Linked DNA regions of Mus musculus: region 2 is linked to region 1. The links are chromatin contacts, called in public HiChIP or PLAC-seq maps. All regions are on one chromosome and are shown on one strand. Each heading gives the region's core, a stretch centred on a gene start, on an enhancer-like site or on the middle of the called end of the contact. The rest is flanking DNA. Distances are from core to core; before and after follow the strand shown.

Evidence for each region. HiChIP or PLAC-seq counts read pairs in DNA pulled down with a chosen protein or histone mark.
Region 2: a RAD21 HiChIP or PLAC-seq map of pro-B cells shows a contact between it and region 1, with 2.5 times the contacts expected there. The contact joins two enhancer-like sites. A contact is called at or near these places in 3 of 15 datasets of contacts at CTCF or cohesin (CD8 T cells, large pre-B cells and pro-B cells), 2 of 484 Hi-C or Micro-C datasets (CD4 T cells and large pre-B cells) and 1 of 115 datasets of contacts at active chromatin or transcription factors (large pre-B cells).

Annotation. Positions count from the first base shown.
Region 1 is chr12:92,774,424-92,777,709 of GRCm38.p6, reverse strand. No RefSeq gene overlaps it. Among named protein-coding and RNA genes, the nearest start is that of Gm40892, 120 kb to the left of the region's middle. Within about 2 kb of position 1,814, at least 4 of the 459 cell types and tissues checked have an H3K27ac peak or open chromatin away from gene starts, as enhancers often do. A contact at or near this core is called in pro-B cells, where this site is marked.
Region 2 is chr12:92,880,600-92,884,311 of GRCm38.p6, reverse strand. Gm40892 reads left to right here. Exons shown (of 4, transcript XM_030247051.1): 4 at 1-594. Among named protein-coding and RNA genes, the nearest start is that of Gm40892, 12 kb to the left of the region's middle. Within about 2 kb of position 1,866, at least 18 of the 459 cell types and tissues checked have an H3K27ac peak or open chromatin away from gene starts, as enhancers often do. A contact at or near this core is called in pro-B cells, where this site is marked.

The DNA of each region.
Region 1 (3,286 bases), core at 565-3,064:
GCACAGTCAGTATGCTTAAGCACTGAACCCCTCTTAGGTGTGGAACTATTCTAGGCATCAAGTTACCAGTACATGAACTATTGAGAAAATTTCACATATACAAAAGACTTCAGAACCATTGTCATCTTAAATCTTTACATGAAATCTTATAAGTAGGTAAATACCAATATTTCCAGAATATATATTCAGAAACTGAGGGGCAAGTTTCTTGTCCAGCTAATGAGTAACAAATTGAGATGAGTTTCCAAATTATTGTCTACGTTTCTTCAGTAGTAACATAGTGAAGGAAGGGTATCAGTTAAGTGCAGATCTCACTTTCTCTGTATTTTCTCTCATTTACAAAACTCAAAACACTAAATAGTACTATTCTAACTCAAGCTCAAAAGGAATATCAGAGGAAAGACCATAACAACGTGGTAAACAAGTTTTTTGAAAACTCATTTATAGTCCCTTGATTATAAAATTAAAAACATTCAAAAATCTTTTCAGACAGGTAGCCTAGGACTTTCATAATATCAAATACTGTCATCTGATGCTTTAAGAACAATGATCACTATAATTAATAAAGAACACAAATTTTTGAATCAGTTACTATGAGCCTGTCAACATGCTAATAATGTTAGATGTGCTATATCATTTTTTAAAATTTTTTAAAATTTTTTTAATTGGGTATTTATTTCATTTACATTTCCAATGCTATCCCAAAAGTCCCCCACATGCTCCCCCACCCACTCCCCTACCCACCCACTCCCACTTCTTGGCCCTGGCGTCCCCCTGTACTGAGGCATGTAAAGTTTGCACGACCAATGAATTTATGAAATTCCTAGGCAAATGGATGGACCTGGAGGGCATCATCCTGAGTGAGGTAACCCAACCATAAAAGAACCCGCACAATATGTACTCACTGATAAGTGGATATTAGCCCAGAAATTTAGAATACCCAAGATATAAGATACAATTTTCTAAACGCATGAAACTCAAGAAGAACGAAGACCAAAGTGTGGACACTTTGCCCCTTCTTAGAATTGGGAACAAAACAACCATGGAAGGAGTTACAGTGACAAAGTTTGGAGCTGAGACGAAAGGATGGACCATATAGAGACTGCCATATCCAGGGATCCATCCCATAATCAGCTTCCAAACGCTGACACCATTGTATACACTAGCAAGATTTTGCTGAAAGGACCCAGATATGGCTGTCTCTTGTGAGACTATGCCGGGGCCTGGCAAACACAGAAGTGGATGCTCACAGTCAGCTATTGGATGTATCACACGGCCCCCAATGGAGGAGCTAGAGAAAGTACCCAAGGAGCTGAAGGGATCTGCAATCCTATAGGTGGAACGACAATAAGAAATAACCAATACCTTCCCCCCCCTCCCCTGGAGCTTGTGTTATCTCATTTTATCCTTAGAGTATTATGAAAATATTTGTGGCAAAATCACTCCCAGCTCAGCTTTGGGAGAGCCAGACCCTAGCTCAGTTCTCTCTGCCTCCTAAAACTGACCTCTGATCCACTTGACTGTGTGTACATGGAGGTTTTTTCTAACTGATCTTGTTTGGTTTCATTGTATTAGTTCTGTTAACTTCCAGTCTTAGTATCTTCTCTTCCTCCAGCTACTATCTATTGAACTAATTCAGACATTTACTCTAAATATTTCCCAGCAAGAGAATGCCATGTAATTCAGAATAGATCTGAGAGCTGGAAAGGGTCTTCGGGTAGCACTTTACTCTTTAAAGTGCTCGAATGTGAAGGGAGTGCGCTTGCCAGCCTCCACAGCTGGCTTAGCTGGGAGCTTGTGATAGCTCAAGCTGCAAGACAAATAACTCTGCTCCTTCCTGTGCAGGAGAGCAACATCTGCTGGCTGATCAGCACGCCTGCACACACAGAAAAAAAAGAGAGAAAAAAAAAGAAAGGCAAAATAGCCTCATATTTTGATTTTGTTTTTAATTCAGCAGCCCATATAAAGGATAAACGAATAGGCTGATAATCACAGAGTATTTACAAAGAGTCAAACATATAAAGCCAACTAAAAGTCTCCCATATACTGTATGAGAAATGCACTGCATGAAAATTGGCACCATCCATGCTCTCAAACACACAGGAAAAAAGGAGCACCACTGGTTGCTGGCTCCATGTTTGAGATTTAATGGGCACCAAAGAAGTGGTGAGTCAGGCCTGTAGGACTAGAAATCCCTAGAATGTCCGTATGCTCTGCAAAGTGCAGAAAAGACACTTTTGTCTATTCAAGAGGCTGGGCCTTCGAGATTGCAGCCATTTCCCAATGCATCTGCTTCGGTTAAAGTCAAAATGTAAGCATTCAGTTCTGGATGCTCTTGCGTCCCACTTCTCCCACAGGTGACTTGTGACACAGCTGAAACTTTCCATCCTTTTACCTAACAAAGGAGCCTCCTAGATTCTATTTATCCCTAGCCTATTCGTTTCTTTTAGACCTTGTCTCAAATCTCAGAGTTTGGACAATCTGCTCGATCTTCTTTTGCCTCTAAGCAGGTATGCCCTGAAGAAGTGAGTGTGGGTGACAGAAGCTGATCCCTGCATCTTGCTCCTGTCTTCTGCCTTGAGAGGGATCAGTGTAGGGTTTGACTACTTTTCTTTTCTGTATTTCTGCACACAATGCCCTCATATCTCAGCTCATTTTTATCTATTATCATCCTTGCTTGTAGTCCATACTGTCCACTCATTTGTCTGCCCCACATAAATGGCATACATGTAACAATATCTGTGTTCTCTCCCACTGTTCTATGCACACACCATAATTTCCTGCATATACCAAATTCCCTAAATTTGGAAAGAATGAATCTTTCAATTGTGTATTCACTGATAACTTGTCAGATAGTGTATGTGTTCAGACCTGCACACTCTGTACTGAGAAACGGTGATTCTATATCATCTGTTATTGTGAAGGATGATGGGTGTCAAGAATTGTGCGTATTACACAAAACAGAATAAATATTTGAATAATAGCAGTTGTAACAGTATCTTTTAAAACATAGTCATAAGCTTACTTCCTGATTCTCTTTAGTATTCCAGAATGAGACAAATAATCTCAATAAAGCAACAGAAAGGAGTAAAAATTAATATAAAATGAAGAGCAACCTTCAAAAACATCACTCTCCACCTTTACCAGTTACACTATGAGGTCAGTCATTTTATTCAAATTTAAAGATTCAAGCTGAGACAAACTGAAGTTCAGAAAAGTAAACTGACATGGGATTGACCACACAAACAAAAAGGGTGACTGTGGACTTTGATTGTTTTATTTGAAC
Region 2 (3,712 bases), core at 617-3,116, 110 kb before region 1:
TTTAGAGTTGGGACAAGATGTGGCGAATTTAAAAACCAGAATGTCCACTAGGTGTCATGCAAATTATGATTTTATCTGTGTCACACCTTTGCCATATAATGCTTCTGAGAGCTGAGAAAGAACCAGAGCTCATTTGTTGGGCATTTGGAATGACAATGAGATTTCATATAACATACAGGAGTTAACCAACCTGATTAGTGATATGAGCAAACAACATATTGACGCAGTGGACCTCAGTGGCTTGGCTCAGTCCTTTGCCAATGGAGTAAAGGCTTTAAATCCATTGGATTGGACACAATATTTCATTTTTATAGGAGTTGGAGCCCTGCTTTTGGTCATAGTACTTATGATTTTCCCCATTGTCTTCCAGTGCTTTGCGAAGAGCCTTGACCAGGTGCAGTCAGATCTTAACGTGCTTCTTTTAAAAAAGAAAAAAGGGGGAAATGCCGCGCCTGCAGCAGAAATGGTTGAACTCCCGAGAGTGTCCTACACTTAGGAGAGAAGCAGCCAAGGGGTTGTTTCCCACCAAGGACGACCCGTCTGCGTGCACGCGGATGAGCCCATCAGACAAAGACATACTCATTCTCTGCTGCAAACTTGGCATAGCTCTGCTTTGCCTGGGGCTATTGGGGGAAGTTGCGGTTCGTGCTCGCAGGGCTCTCACCCTTGACTCTTTTAATAGCTCTTCTGTGCAAGATTACAATCTAAACAATTCGGAGAACTCGACCTTCCTCCTGGGGCAAGGACCACAGCCAACTTCCTCTTACAAGCCACACCGATTTTATCCTTCAGAAATAGAAATAAGAATGCTTGCTAAAAATTATATTTTTACCAATAAGACCAATCCAATAGGTCGATTATTAATCACTATGTTAAGAAATGAATCGTTACCTTTTAGTACTATTTTTACTCAAATTCAAAGGTTAGAAATGGGAATAGAAAATAGAAAGAGACGCTCAACCGCAGTCAAAGAACAGGTGCAAGGACTATCGGCCACAGGCCTAGAAGTAAAAAAAGGAAAAAGGAGTGTGTTTGTCAAAATAGGAGACAGGTGGTGGCAACCAGGGACTTATAGGGGACCTTACATCTACAGACCAACAGATGCCCCGTTACCATATACAGGAAGATATGACTTAAATTTTAATAGGTGGGTCACAGTCAATGGCTATAAAGTGTTATACAGATCCCTCCCCTTTCGTGAAAGACTCGCCAGAGCTAGACCTCCTTGGTGTGTGTTAACTCAGGAAGAAAAAGACGACATGAAACAACAGGTACATGATTATATTTATCTAGGAACAGGAATGAACGTTTGGGGGAAGATTTTTCATTATACCAAGGAGGGGGCAGTGGCTAGACTATTAGAACATATTTCTGCAGATACTTTTGGCATGAGTTATAATGGATAATCTTTATGGGCCCAACCTTGCGGTTCCCAAGGTTTAAGTAAGTTCATGGTCACAAACTGTTCTTAAAACAAGGATGTGAGACAAGTGGTTTCCTGACTTGGTTTGGTATCAAATGTTTTGATCTAAGCTCTGAGTGTTCTAACCTTCTATGTTCTGTTGACATCTATCCAAGTCTTATGTAAATGCTTATGTAAACCATGATATAAAAGAGTGCTGATTTTTTGAGTAAACTTGCAACAGTCCTAACATTCACCTCTCGTGTGTTTGTGTCTGTTCGCCATCCCGTCTCCGCTCGTCACTTATCCTTCACTTTTCAGAGGGTCCCCCCGCAGACCCCGGTGACCCTCAGGTCGGCCGACTGCGGCAATTATTGGATCTTATTGTTCTCTCTATGGGGTTGCAATTCCCTTCAGCTCCTTCAGTCCTTCCCCTAACTCTTCCTCTGAGATCCCCATGCTCAGTCCCATGGTTGGCTGAGTGCATCTGCACATGTATTGGTCAGTATCTAGCAGAGCCTCTTGGGGGACTCTTATACCAGGCTCCTGTCAGCAAGTGCTTCTTGGCATCAGCAATAGTGTTTGGGGTTAGTACCTGACGATGGGATGGATCCCTAGGTGGGGCAGTCTCTGGATCGGCCTTCTTTTTTCTTATTGTATACCATGAAGATAAAATATATTATTTTTTATTAGATGTTTTCTTTAGTTACATTTCAAATGCTATCCCTAAAGTTCCCTATACCTTTCCCCCACCCTGTTCCCCTACCCACCCTCTCCCACTTCTTGGTCCTGGCATTCCCCTGTACTGGGGTGTATGAAGTTTGCAAGACCTAGGGTCTCTCTTTCCAATGATGGCCAACTAGGCCATCTTCTGCTACATATGCAGCTAGAGACACGAGCTCTGGGGGTACTGGTTAGTTCATATTGTTGATCCACCTACAGGGTTGCAGACCTCTTCAGCTCCTTGGGTACTTTCTCTAGCTCCTCCACTGGGGGCCCTGTGTTCCATCCTATAGATGACTGTGAGCATCCACTTCTGTATTTACTAGGCACTGGCATAGCCTCACATGAGACAGCTATATCAGGGTCCTTTCAGCCAAATCTTGCTGGCATATGTAATAGTGTCTAGGTTTGGTGGCTGATTATGCGATGGATCCCTAGGTGGCGTAGTGTCGGGATGATCCATCCTTTCGTCTTATCTCCAAATTTTGTCTCTGTAACTAAAGAAATCAGTAGATATACACTCACTGATAAGTGGATAATAGCCCAGAAACTTAGAATACCCAAGATACAATTTGCAAAACACAAGAAAATCAAGAAAAAGGAAGACCAATGTGTGGACACTTTATTCTTCCTTAAAATATATTATTTTTGCTTGAGATTTATGCATAAATATAGATAAGACACCCAAAATGATTCTTATAGTAGGTGCTTATTAAATGCTTTTGATGTTGACAAACCTTACCATGAACATTTATAAATATATGTCTATGTGATATATTTTGTAATTTTTCCTGAAAGTATATATCATATATTTTCACATGTACATCAAGGACCTACCCAACTACAGCCCTCATGAGCCTTCAATTTATGCTTAACTAATTACATTCTTGTTGCTCATGTTACAGCCTTGCTGTATACAGTCATTGCTATTTCTTGTTATCTTTCGATATAAAGTAGAATAGTCTTTACTCAATACAATATGGCATATTTGTGCAGTTTTTTTTCATACTGAAGAAATCACTCAACTAATTACCTTTTTACAGCAAATAAGCAAGGAAAACCTTAAACAATATATATGAACAACAATATCAGCAAACCAGATCCTCTCAAGCTCCCAAAGACTAAACCACCAACCAAAGAGTACACATGGAGGGACCCAGGGCTCCAGTTGCACAGGTAGCAGAGGATGGCCTGTTGGGCCTCAATGGGAGAGGAGGCCGTTGCTCCTCTGAAGGCTTGATGTCCTAGTGTAGGGGAATGTGAGGGTGGGGTCGTGGGAATGGGTGGGTGGGTGGGGGAACAACCTCATAGAAGCAGGGGGAGGAGGGTGGGATAGAGGGTTTCCAGAGAGAGTAGAGGGGGGAAACTGGGAAAAGGGAATATTTGAACTGTAAATAAAGAAAATATCCAATAAAAATATATGTGCATTATTCAATGGCAAAAGCAGACATTTTATTTATATAGAAGTCATGCAATTTGAAGTCATGCTGTGCATATGTCCATAAAAATGTAAGGAATACTGAATCGACCACATCTGAAAATAAAACAAAGGGAAAACTACTTTTCTACTATGTGAAAAAGCAAAAA